2 separate regions of the Zea mays genome follow, and region 2 is linked to region 1. Evidence: chromatin contacts called from public Hi-C data. All regions are on one chromosome and are shown on one strand. The core of a region is the stretch at or near the end of the contact, and the rest is flanking DNA. Distances in the headings are between cores, read along the strand shown.

Region 1 (6,863 bases), core at 2,689-5,188:
TTTACTTGTCTCTGCCATAGCCCAACAACCAAAGTCGAGAGAAGGTGATCATGCGAAGCAACAGAATGAGTCCCAACAGCCCAACAACATCGATTATCAGAATCACATGTCACAGCCACAACGTCCGCATAGACTACAAAATTAGATCCAAATATGACTAACTTTATTATTTTGTTATTGTTACTGTAACACTACTTTAGTTCAATATATTAATTAGCTAGAAAATAGATTCATGTACTAAGATAATTTATAAAGAACTAGAATTCTTATTCCATGCAAGTGTTTAAGTTTAATAACATTATACAATGTTTTTTCACCATATATTATTGATGAATTGGTCGGCCCCCTTTATACTGTAATCTTGGTTCCGCCCCTGGGCACTACCATGGTGCAATCTCGCTGCTGGCTGCAGATTCCATCAGGGATGACTCCATCCTTCATCAGAGATGAACTAGCTACTGAAGGGAAGACCAAGTATGGTTGATTCGATGTTTGTAGCAGGTTTGCATGTCCTGATACCTGCCATGCCTAAACTACGACTTTCTCTACGTACGTACGTTTATGTGGTCGATGGAAACACCGCGTTCAGAAACTACAGCTACAAACAGCTTGGTGCTGCTGATGGGTGGAAGCAGAAGAGGATGAGAAGCAACCAGCTTGCACTGATTCCACGGTCCTCCTGGGAGCTCTACAGCTACAAGGAAATCGGAGGGCAGGGGCAACGGAAACTTCGAACTGAGTCCCAGCAGTTAAAAGATTGACGGGGCTGCACTGAATGGAGGAACGACACAACAAGACTAATGAGCGCAGAGATTTTCAGAGGTGTAGATAACGCAGATTGAATTGAAGGTGAGGCATGTGGGGTCGTTGATAATGAACATGAAGCGCAAGATGGACGAGGGAGGACTGACGCTATTGCTGTTACTACAACTACAAGGCCATGCCTGACAGATGGATCGTATGCACTACTGCTTCTGATTTGCGAGGTCCATGGATGAGTCTTTGCTATAACTACACATATGCTCTACATGTAGATTTATTTACACTGTGGAATTGAAAAAACTCAGCAATGGTCGTCTGCCTTCAATGGAATAGATAGTAGTTGCCTGGCCATCAGCTGCCTGGAGCTAGCTTCGAGTACCAACAGAGTGGTAATTTGTTTTGTGGCCAACGAATGGACATACAACCGAATCAGCACGTGAACTGATGGCTACAATCAGTACTACATCTGCCCTTACACATGCCATGACTCATCGTCTCTTCCAGACTTGGCCCAAAGGAATAGTATTTGGCTGAGGGTTTCGAACCAAGTGCTAGAGGAGGCTTGAAGAAGATGAACAACTGTTTGTTGGAGGAAGAAGAAACATCGGGAACGAAATGATCTTGTTGATGGTGTCCATAGCTGCCATAAAAAATCAAATATCTTAATCAACTCATCTAATTAAATCCTCCAATCAACTCTCATAATTAAATCTCTTGGTTTATGCATGGCTGCATGGACGTGGGAGACTGTTGGTTAGTAGTGAATCAACATCTACACTATATCTAAACACTATTTTATGTTTAAATTTGAGGATTTTTACAATCATGAATACAACACATTAGAATTATTAATGCGTCTCTCACGTTGCCTCGATATTTACGTCAAAAGCGAGAATTTTTTTTGCTCAAACTTGAAGATTTTTACGCTCGATCCTAGAGTACGTCCACTAGCGTCCCACATACATATATTTCCATATGCACAATAAAAGGGAATCCTATAATTTATAATATCCATAACTGTCATACAAAATCATCTTGTGCCTTACAACATATTCCTATCAAAGATTGACTTTCCCATTTCTCCTTGTGCCTTAGAACATAGCAATGAGCAACCACTACAGACACCTATAGGCGGATGTTCAACAATAATCTCTATGTTTGGTGTACTTAGGAAATATTACTTACAAGCTTTTTCTAAAAAATACTACTACTCAATAAACTTATGAACAAAAGCAGAGAATTATTTTTTCCTCATGTAACAAGCTAAGGTACGATTAACCTGAATTTTGTTTCTCATAAAGTCCAGAGTTAAATATAATGATAAACTGGGAATTGTGAGAATAGGTGGTGGTTGTGACTTGGAAGCAAACATAATACAAAGCAAGACTACATATCCACTCCTATATCAGATATCACTAATTTTCTAAAAAAATTATTTTATTTCCCAGCAACTGTCAAGGCAGATGTGAGCTAGGAGACCGAGAGCAAGCGTGCGAGGGACAACATCTCGCCTAGGCATGGTCGACGACATAACCACGTCTCAGTCATGTTGCTAGTTTGGAATTGTATCAATCACGAGCATCACTCCCGCATTGATTAGAGATGAAAGGTGCTGATGGAAAAGCTAAATTTGGTTGGTACAATGTTTGCAGTAATCTTGCATGTCTTTGTCCCGATCCCTCTCATGCCTAACTTCCCCTACATCTTTGTTTGTGGTTGATGGAATCATCACGTTCTGAAACTATGGCTACAAGCTAGCCGCTGGGTGCTGGTGATGGTGGAAGCTCCTCTACACCTACAAGCGAATGGGAGGGCAACGGAAACTTCGAACTGTAGTCCCAGCACTTAAAAGATTGACGGGAACTGCACTGAATGGGGAACGACAGGCAAGCAGAAGATCCAGGTTATATTAGGTAGTGTTTGGTTCAAGAGTTTAACAGGATGGAGTCATTCTATTCCAGTGTTGAAGTTGTTTGGTTCGATTCCAAATGAATAGAGCCACTCCAATTTAAGAATATTCCTTGTAGATGTTGTATCTGGTGGCTCCGTAAAATCGACCGAACCTAAGACCAACTCCAGCAGCACTGGCTATCCCACTCCGTATCCCTATTATACACGCTCTAAGTCACTATTTCACTCTCCAGCAGCCTCCGCATCCGTCTCCGCAAAACACACGCCGTGTACCTGCACTCCCCTTTTCCACGGTTTCTCTCTCCTCTCCGCACAAGACTGCATGCGCCCCCTCCTGCTCGCGGGCCCCAGTTGTCATAGACTGCATGCGGAGTGCAAATACGGAGTCTGCTGGAAACGGGGACGGATACGGAGAGGAGAGAGAAACTGTTGGCCGTGTTAAATACGGATACGGAGAGGGAGTCTGCTGGAGTTGGTCTAACGGCTCCTGAGCGCCTCGCTCCTCACTGGTTCCTTGCTCCGTGTGCGGCAATGAAGAAAGGCATAAGGGATGCTCGGATGAATAGTGATAAATAGTGCACTTTAATCTTGGCCGGATGTTTGAAATTTTATAGAAATTCACGCTTAAATAAAAAGTTCTGTTTTGTTGAACTCTAGAACCAAACACAGGATCTAGCCGCTCTGTTCTACTTAACCTTAAAACCAAACAAAAAATAGAGCGACTCTATTCTAACTGCCAACAACATAGAACAGAGTCATTATATCCTTAAAATCTGAAACAGAGCCCCTCCGTCCAAATAGTCTCTAGAACCAAACGCTACCTTAAGGGCTGGTTTGGTCCCCTCCAATAGAGTAGCAGGGCAGTAATGAGGGCAGAGATTTTACAGAGGTGTAGTGTAGTGAATGGAGCAGAGCTTCGCGCGTACGAACAGAGTGGTAATTTGTTTTGTGACCAACCAATGAACAAATGAACAGACAACAGAATGCAGGGGCTAACGAACCAAATTAAACTTGTTAAGTTCGCAGTACGTGAACTGATGGTACTAAAGCTGCCCTTACACATGCCATGGCTCGTCATCTCTTCTAGAACTGGTCCAGAAGAATAGTTTTTGAAGAAGATGAACAACTGTTTGGAGGAACGAAATGATTGTCACCTGTAAAAGTAAGTTAATGAAAAAAACAGTAGGGGTTCAAGTTGGGCCTCCACCCAGATGACAGCCTCGGATCGGACCCAAATCCGACCCATCACCACGACCTCTGAAGCCCGAGCGCGGCACCACCGTCCGATCCTGGATCCAACAGCCGAAACCCAGCCTCCAGAAACCCTAGTGCCGCCATCCTATATAACGCTCCCCGCCTCCCGCGCGCTCCGATTTGACCCATCTCCCAACCCCTACACTCCCGGCGGCGGCGCAGGAGCAGCAGCACCAGCACCCGAGGATGGTGAAGTTCCTCAAGCCCGGCAAGGCCGTGATCCTCCTGCAGGGCCGGTTCGCCGGCAGGAAGGCGGTGATCGTGCGCGTGTTCGAGGAGGGCACCCGCGACCGCCCCTACGGCCACTGCCTCGTCGCCGGCCTCGCCAAGTACCCCAAGAAGGTGGTCCGCAGGGACTCGGCCAAGAAGACGGCGAAGAAGTCGCGCGTCAAGTGCTTCATCAAGCTCGTCAACTTCACCCACCTCATGCCCACCCGCTACACCCTCGACGTCGACTTCAAGGACGTGGCCACCGGCGGGCCCGACGCGCTCTCCACCCGCGACAAGAAGGTCGCCGCATGCAAGGCCGCCAAGGCGCGCCTCGAGGAGAGGTTCAAGACCGGCAAGAACAGGTGGTTCTTTACCAAGCTCCGCTTCTAGATGGTCGGCGTCCCGAATGGTGACCGTCGGTTTCTTGTATGGGACACACTCCAAGCCATGTCTCTTTTCGTATTGCCATGAAGACTTCTTCGTGTTTAGTCCTGGGGCTCTCAGGTATATTGTGCGTGTGTACTTCGAATGTTTGGTCTTGGAGTCCTACTGAATTGATGAATGTTCAATTTATGTCTTCAGGATTAACAGCGAATATCATTTACAATCTTATTTATCCCATTGGTTAGTTTGTAAACTTTTAATATTGAGTTGATCGTGAACTGTTATAGTAGCCTATGAAAGTAATGCCATTGCTGATACTTCTAGGGAAAATCTTGCTTCACTCTATTTGCCCACTCAAATAGTCATTTGTCCGCTCAAATAGGCATTCTAGGACATTGTTACATGAGTCTCCTGCTTTCCATTATCGATTAGGGCTGATTTGGTGACCCGGGATCACGGAAGGATTAGAGGGAATTGAGGAAGAAATTAGGATTGGAGGGGATTGACAGAGAAATTAACTAACCCTCAATCTCCTCCAATCCTCCCGTGATCCCTTGTCATCAAATCAACCCTTATAGCAAGAATTTCTCTCCTGGTGTAGTCATCACTGCAGAGTTTAGTAGAACATATGAAAAATAATCTCAACCGTGACATTCCTGCCTCATCCCACTGTTGAGAGCAATCCATCTGCATCCCAGAAACATGATCCAAGTCCAAGATAGTTTGGGACCCCCAACAGAAGATAAATATCTTCCATGGGTGCTATTAATTATTACTACGCAATGAAAATAAAATCATATATCTGAGTAATGAATGGAAGAATTAAGAAGTGGCGCAAGCGAGGAAGCCAAGAAATTAAACACCACATATATGGTTGAGAATAATGGTTTCCCTTTTCTCCGTTCTTTTAAGTCTAATCTACCTTTGAGTCTGTGGATTGAAATTGTATTCTGTTGCCGTTACATCGAAGTAAATAATGCAAATTTAGGGGGAAAACAAAATGATTAACAACAAGCAAGCTGCACTCATTTTAGCCAACCAGCCAGCCGAACGGCTTCAGAACCGCGGCATGACACATGATTGAAACAAGCAAGCTGCACTCATTTTGCTCCTAGTCCTAGAGAAAATTATCAATGGTACACATATGATATTATTACATATATAAACAAGTCGAGAAGTAAGAAACACCTAATCGTTTTCTATAGCTTTCTACAACAATACATAATCATTTGTATAACATTCTACAACGTTATCTAATCATCTGGGTAGTTTCTAATAATATAATAACTATGAACTCTTAATCAAGGTGAAAACTATTTTTAATAGATTGAAATAAAGAAAAAGGTTTTATTTTTATTTGCACTTAAAACAAGACTACTCAATAGAAATGGCGTCGGGCGTTACATGGACAATAAACAACATGAACAACTAGAGGAACGGTAGAGAGGTTGGCCTGTAGGGGTGGATAACGAGCCAGCTCGTCCCAGTTCAAGCTGGCTCGTTAAGCTAACGAGTTAGCTCGGCTCGTTAAGGTAACGAGCCACAGAGTCAGCTCGGCTCGGCTCTTTTACGATCTCGAGCTGGCTCGTTTAGCTTGCGAGCCAGAGCAGGAAAAAAAAATAAAATGTACATAATAATTATTTTAGTTAATTTCAAACTAATTTAACAATAAAAAATAGTAATTATACTCATAGTTTCACAAACCACGTCAATATAACACCAAATTAGCATAATTCATCACTCATTAATTCACATACATGTTCATCAGTTTAACCCATAATTATATTTGTATAGACCAAATTAACACATAGATATAGTTCATTAATCATTAGTTTAATTCATAGACTATAGACACCTCATATATATATATATATATATATATATATATATATATATATATATATATATATATATATATATATATATATATATATATATATATATATATTCTGTGAATGATATGCATATAGTTTCGTTTTGCTAGAATATGGTAGCTCGTTTAGCTCGCGAGCTGGCTCGTTAACGAACCGAGTTAGAATGTCAGCTCAACTCGTGAAAAAATTTGAACGAGCCGAGCCGAGCTGACCATGAACTGAGCGAGCTAGCGAGCCACGAGCATTTTGTCCAGCCCTATTGGCCTCGGGGAGAGGAAGTCGAGGGAGTAAGTGGTAGTGGGGTTTATCTTTACAAGAGAGATAGATTAGCGAATAGGATGGCTTAAATCTATGCAAGTTCAGTTTCACTAGATATTTGTATGTGTGTGCCAAGCTGTTGACGAATATATAAGTATTTGGTATTTGGTACTGCAGTTTAATAACTCGAACATTACACACTGGTGGCAC
Region 2 (7,275 bases), core at 2,594-5,093, 430 kb before region 1:
ATATGGGTGACAAAGATGAGATCGAGTCGAGGATGACTCCAATTAAAGAGGAGGAGGATGATGAGGACATCACTTCTATACATACAATGAATGGACCGATAACACGATCGAGTGCACGACAGCTAAATCTCCAGGTACGTTCTACCCTAGTCAATTGTGTTTTAGAGCTTACGCTTGGAGCCATAGATGTTTTGATGATTAGGAACCTTGGAGAGGACCAGCAAGGGCTTAGGAAAGGCCTAGGTGTTGAGGAGGAGCAGCAAGGGCGCCACAACAGGAAGGAGATCAAGTCCAACTCAGCTGCGAACTCCATCTCGGGTTCCAGGACCAGTCTACACTAAAATGGATGCCCAAGATGCATCTGGACTCCGATTGCGACGGACTTGATATGGTTGGAAAGATAAGGAGATTATCTAACCAACCCAACTGGTTCCACCCTAAAATTCGTCCGGAGTCAACAGGAATCGTCGAAACAAGTCAGCGTTCAGATTCTGTTTTGGTGCTGTGACACCATCTGTTGGGCCGTTGGGCCGTGTATCGCGTCGGAGCCTATTAGGGGCGAGTCCAGGGGTCACACATGCCCTAATACTCTATTTATTCAGCAGTCACCACCACATTAGGGTTGGGTTTTGCTTAAGTTTAGATCTATCGAGAACAGTCGCCGTAGATCGGTTTATGAGACCCCAACTTGTGAGCTTAATCATTCATCCAAAATATTCTAGATTGTGTTCTTTCTTGTTCTTGCTTGTGTCTTCGATTCGTAGGCAAGAATTAGCCTTCGTGGCGAGGTCAATCGCGCAGCGCACGGTTGGTAACCAGAGGAGAAGTGGTGCTGCGATTGCGGGGTTCTAGTCGTGTTGATTGGAAGCCGGATCATCTGTGTGACATCTCCACCAAATCGATAATTACTTCACCTGACGGAAGATCAGGTACCCCCATTCCTATCATAAGCTATTTAGATATCCCCTTTTGTTGGTGATCTCTCAAAAAGTGATACCGGATGTCTTTGTGCTTAGTGCGGCTGTGTCCAACGGGGTTATCCGCCATGCGGATTGCACTCTCATTATCACATAGGAGAGGGACTTTGCTCAACTTGTAGCCATAGTCTCTAAGGGTTTGCCTCATCTAGAGTAATTGTGCACAACAATGTCCTGCAGCAATATACTCGGCTTCGGTGGTGGATAGAGCTACTGAGTTTTGTTTCTTTGAAGCCCAAGACACCAGAGATCTTAGAAACTGACAAGTCCCTGATGTGCTCTTCCTATCAATTTTACATCCGGCATAATCGGTATCGGAATACCCAATTAGATCAAAGGTAGATCCCTTGGGGTACCAAAGCCCAAATTTAGGAGTGTAAACTAAATATTTCATGATTCTTTTCACGGCCCTAAGGTGAATTTCCTTAGGATTTGCCAAGAACTTGCACACATGCATATTGAAAGTATAATATCCGGCCGTGAAGCACATAAATAGAGTAAAGATCCTATCATCGACCGGTATACCTTTTGATCTACGGATTTACCTCCTGTGTCGAGGTCGAGATGCCCATTTGTTCCCATGGGTGTCTTTATAGGTTTGGCATTATTCATTCCAAACTTCTTGAGTATGTCTTGAATGTACTTAGTTTGGCAGATGAAGGTGCCTTCTTAGAGTTGATTGATTTAGAATCCAAGGAAATACTTCAACTCCCCCATCATAGACATCTCGAATTTCTGTATCATAATCCTACTAAATTCTTCACAAGATGACTTGTTAGTAGACCCAAATATAATATCATCAACATAAATTTGGCATATAAACAAGTCTTTAGCAATTGTTTTAGTGAAGAGAGTAGGGTCAGCTTTTCCAACTTTGAATCCATTAGTGGTAAGAAAGTCTCTCAGGTATTCATATCATGCTCTTGGGGCTTGATTGAGCCCATAAAGCGCCTTTGAGAGCTTATACACATCTGAAGTATACTCACTATCTTCAAAGCCGGGAGGTTGCTCAACATAAACCTCTTCCTTGATAGGGCCATTGAGGAAGGCACTCTTCACGTCCATTTGATATAACTTAAAGCCATGGTAAGTAGCATAGACAAGTAATATACGAATTGACTCAAGCCTAGCTACGAGTGCATATGTTTCATCAAAATCTAAACATTCGACTAGTGAATATCCCTTTGCAACAAGTTAGGCTTTGTTCCTAGTCACCACATCATGCTCATCTTGTTTGTTGCAGAATACCCACTTGGTACTTACAACATTTTGGTTAGGACGTGGAACTAAATGCCATACCTCATTTCTTGTAAAGGCCAAAAATTGGTAGAAGAAAAAATGATAATAATGAAATAAAATAAATAAATAAATTTAAGATTGTGCTTTAGTGATTTTTAAAACCTTTTTGGAGTTCTCATGCTTGTGAATGCTCAAATAAAAGGAAGTAAGCTAGCTAAATAACAAAATAAAAAATATAGAAATATGCATGTCATGCTGGAGGTCTTGTATTGTTGCAATCGTACTCAAATTTTGAGACAAGTTAGGTTCGAAAAGTAGAATTTGAAAATAGAAAGGGAAATAAGAAAAGAGAAGAAAAGGAAAAAGAATATACACTATAAAAATATATATTATAAATAAATAAATAATAGGAGTTATCTTCATATTAGGATTTTTATTGGATATTTGGAAAACTTAAGTTCAAACAGAATTTGGATTTGAATAGGAGTCTTAAACTTGGAAAGGAAAATAAAATCAGAAAAAAGAACAAACGAAACAACCACCTAGGCCGATTTACTTCCCCGTGGCCCATCTACTCCTTATCCCTTTCCGCCCGCGCGACCCACTTCCAAATTTGCCCCGCTCTCACAGCCGGCCGCGCTCCACAGTTGTGGTGTCACCGTCGGGTGGGCCTGATGTCGATCGCCTGGCCGAATTTCTCTAGCGCACCCGTGTCGCCTACACGTGGGCCCCGTCAGCGACGAAACCACGCGCGCGCCTCTGCCTTCGCAGGTTTGTGGGACCGGATGTCAGGACGTTTATTCCCCACGGCTTTCGCCAACAGAAACCGAATCCCGCCCTTCTCCATGGCCGAACTCCACGCGGATGTCGTTGACCTCCCGAATCTGCAGGCTGGGGAAATACGGGTCGGAATCCCGTTGTCCTTAGGCATATAAATCCATGGCCGCACCCCCTTGAACCCAAACCAGGTCACCATGGTGAACACCGAAGTAATGGGGATGTGCCGCCGGTCGCAGTTCCTTGCTGTTGTGCCGCGCGCAGGGTGTTGGCCACCGTGTCCCGGCTCCAACCTCGTCGCCGCACAAACAGCTCCGCGGGCCCTCCTTCCAATCGCGCTCGACCGGATCTCTGGCGCGCCTTCGCCGTGGCCGCCTCTCTCCATCGCTCAGCTGTTGTGGCGCGCCCGTTTGTTTTGGTTCTCTCCGGTGAGGACTTCCTCGTGGATTCGGCCGCGCGATGCATTCCGCTGCGTCAGATGGGGGCAGTGCAGTGTTTGCCACGGCTGCTGCGCAGATTGGGGCCACGGCAGTGGTGGGGCACCCAGGCGCGCAGTCCGCGCTCCTGTTCCTCACCGGCGCCGGGATGACGCGCCCGGCATCCTGATCGGTCGCATTCCTGTTGCACAAGTTCGTCGCCGACGTGGGAGGTCTTCAGTCCACGATGGCCTCGGTTGGGAAATTCTCCGGCAAGGCGCCGACGCATGGGCACCTGCGCCACCGTGAACAACCAGCTGTGGGAGATGATCCAGCGTGAGCCGTCGATCTAACATCGGATGGACTAGATTAGGTCAGTGCTTTTACCTTTGATTCTTTCGATCCGGGCCCTTGGATCATGATCCGATGACCAGGATTTCATACCGATTCGGTGGGATGATGATTTGATCTGGGCCATCAGGTTATGATCCTGTGGCGTAGGTTGTGGATACCCCTTCGCCGCGTACTCTTCACAAAAAGCCCCTCGGCTTTTGCATAATAAAACCTGCCGTCCTTCGCCATGGGAAGACCTTTACACTCGTGTCCCTGCAAATTACAAATACACCCCTGGACTTATATTTTGCTATAAAAGAGGCCATAAAAACTTGTTTAGTCCATAACTTCCCCAATTTAACTTCGATTTGACTCGTTCAAATTACGTTAGTCTCGTAATAATATTACCTACACTTTAGTAAACTTGTTTTACCACCTAACATGTCTTCAAAAATGAATAATTAATTTGGATTAACATGTTTAATCTGAGTTAATATATGATTTTAGTATGGATAAGCTTCTTAAATAGGATTATATTGTAACTTAGATTAAAAGTTGAGTTAGTTATGTCTTTTCCCACATAACTTATATTAAATAAAATATAGTTTTAATATTTAATCACCTATGACTTCGGAAAATCATAATTTTATAACCATAGCTCCAAATTTAGCGATTCTCGAACCCACGATCTCGTAGCAATGCGTAGATTATTATTATGAAGTTGATATTATGTTTTGTGTGATGATAAATTTGCCTATATCCTGTTTGTTTGTATTGCTACGACTAGCGCGGGGTTACGAGTCACCTGAAGAGCAAGTTGGTACCTGGAATCTCAAGTCCTTGTAGGGATGGCAACGGGTTTAAAACCCGCGGGTATAGAGATTACAAACCCGTACCCGCGAGATTAATGTTAAACCCGTACCCGCACCCGCTACCCGCGGGTTTATGGCACCCGCGCGCGGGCACAGTCATATAATAAATATTTATTAAACTGATAGCACATAATAATAAACATTTATTAAACTGATAAAAACATGTACCGATCTTAGCCAAAAGTTCACTGGCGCCTGTAGTCTTCTTTTATATCATTTGATTGGCTCTGCTCGCTCAAAGCTTTCGGAGTGGCACACACGCGGGTATGCGGGTTTGCGGGCACGGGTACAACATTTTCATACCCACGATAAAAAAACTCGTCGGGTTGAGAATCAAAACCGTACCCGTACCCACGGGTACAAACTCACACCCAAGCCCACACCCTATAAGGTTTTTACCCGTGGGCACGCGGGTAAAATGTGCCCGTTGCCATCCCTAAGTCCCAGGCAAGTTGTGCCCTTAATCACTTCTTTTAACCAGTCATGTTCTGATTAATCATAATGATCCGCATAGGTTAATTTTGATGGGACCCAATAGGTTACCCTAGTTTGACTATCTTTATGCCTTGTTTACCACTGAATTTTTGGGTAGTACCTGCTATTTATTTATGTGGTTTTGGGTATAGAGATACACATTATTCATGATTATAATTTTATTATCAATTGTTATTTATTGTTCATGTTAAGATCATTATGTTAATTGGAACATGGAGCGACCACCCGGGAAAACAGTGCTACCACAAGGGTGGTATGGGACGCCCTTGGCTGACTAATTAGGAAACCTAGTGGAGGACTACCTTACCCGAAAGGGGCAAGGCAGTAGGGGAGTGGTCAGTGTAGGGAGGCCCTTGGGTTGATCTTGCTGCGATGGCGGTCAGGTGAGGGGTCCCTGCATTGGAGCTTCCTAGAAACTGTAGCGGGTTTTCTGAAGCTAGTGGAACTTTGTAAAGGCCTCGTAGTGTTACCCTTCCTCACCTCCTCGGTACATGTGTATGGGAGTGGCCTTCTCTTGGCATATGGGTAACATGACTTTTGGGTAAAGATGTGTAGCCTCTGCAGAGTGTAAAACTGGTATATCAGCCGTGCTCACGGTCATGAGCAGCTCGGACCCTCACATGATTAATTTATGGAACTAAATTCAATTTGTCATATGCATTGCATTGAGGGTGTTGTTATCACTTTTGTTCTACTACTTAATTGGGTTGGTATTTACTTATACTTAGTAATTGCTAATAAAATTTTGACCAACTTTAAAAGCAATGCTCAGCTCTAACCATCCTCTTTGTTAAGCCTTACACTTCACATGAGCTCCCACCTTTGGCGAGTTCATGCACATTATTTCCCACAACTTGTTGAGCGATGAACGTATGTGAGCTCACTCTTGCTATCTCACACCCCCCTCACAGGTCAAGAACAGGTACCGTAGGATGAGGCGCATGGAGGATGCTATGATGAGTTCCTGAGTGGTCTAGGCCGTCGTCTCCCAGTCAACTTTTGGTTGCTGGATCGTTGTCTCCTTATGATGTAATTATTTATTTATTTTATACAGAACATCTATTATATAGTAAATATGTGACATTCGTTTATGTACCACTATTCATCATATGTGTGAGACTTGGTCCCAGCACACCTGGTGTTTATTTCGCGCCCGAGTTTTGGACCCCTAAAACCCGGGTGTGACATTTCTCGTGAAGTTGTTGAGCTCCTCTTGTATTGCCACCACCCAATCCAGATCCCTTAGTATGTCCTATATCCTGTATGGCTCAATGGAAGACACAAAAGAGTAATGTTCACTGAAATGAGCAACTCGAGATCTAATGGTTACCCCTTGTGAATGTCACCAAGTATGGAGTTGACGGGGTGATCTCTTTGAATTGCTTGGTGCACTCTTGGGTGTGGTGGTCTTTGATCCTGAATCTCTTGATCATCTTCCTTGTCTTGGTCATCTTCATCTCTTCCTTGATCAATGTCCTCCTCTTGAGGTGGCTCATCGTCTTGGTCTTCATCCTCTTTTTCTTGAGCCATTTCTTCATCTTGAGTTGGTGGAGATGCTTGTATGGAAGATGATGGTTGATCTTGTGCTTGTGAAGGCTCTTCGGATTCTTTTGGACATACATCCCCAACGGACATGTTCCTTAGCGCGACGCATGGAGCTTCTTCATCATCTAATTCATCAAGATCAACTTGCTCTACTTGAGAACCATTAGTCTCATCAAACACAATGTCACAAGAAACTTCAACTAATCCAGTGGACTTGTTGAAGACTCTATATGCCCTTATGTTCGAGTCATAACCAAGTAAAAAGCCTTCTACTGCTTTAGGAGCAAATTTAGAATTTCTACCTCTCTTAATAAGAATAAAGCATTTGCTACCAAAAACTCTAAAATAAGAAACATTGGTTCTTGTGTGGATGATGAGCTCCAACTTGCTTCCTTGCTTGACATGCGCTACAAATCCTGTCTTTCTCAAAATGAACATTTTTTAGTCCTAAAATGTGTTCTCCCTTTAGAAGTTTGTAAAGATTCTTCATCCCAACATGGGCAAGTCAGCGATGCCAGAGCCAGCCCATATTAGTCTTAGCAATTAAGCAAGTGTCTAGTTCAGCGTTGTTATCATTGAAATCAATAAAATATAGCTGACCATCTAACACTCCCTTAAAAG

What was found. A called contact is a pair of places that touch in the nucleus more often than the background predicts.
Region 2: a contact with region 1 is called in a Hi-C map of ear, with 2.3 times the contacts expected there. The contact joins the enhancer-like site here to the promoter of LOC100280556 in region 1. A contact is called at or near these places in 4 of 25 Hi-C or Micro-C datasets (ear, endosperm, leaf and 1 more).

The regions. Positions count from the first base shown.
Region 1 is chr6:100,167,239-100,174,101 of Zm-B73-REFERENCE-NAM-5.0, reverse strand. LOC100280556 (60S ribosomal protein L27-3) reads left to right here and starts at 3,938. Exons shown (of 1, transcript XM_020539317.2): 1 at 3,938-4,810. The coding sequence starts at 4,114. The coding sequence ends at 4,527.
Region 2 is chr6:100,594,724-100,601,998 of Zm-B73-REFERENCE-NAM-5.0, reverse strand. No RefSeq gene overlaps it. Among protein-coding and RNA genes, the nearest start is that of LOC103629636, 20 kb to the right of the region's middle. Within about 2 kb of position 3,843, at least 20 of the 20 cell types and tissues checked have an H3K27ac peak or open chromatin away from gene starts, as enhancers often do. A contact at or near this core is called in ear, endosperm, leaf and 1 more, where this site is marked.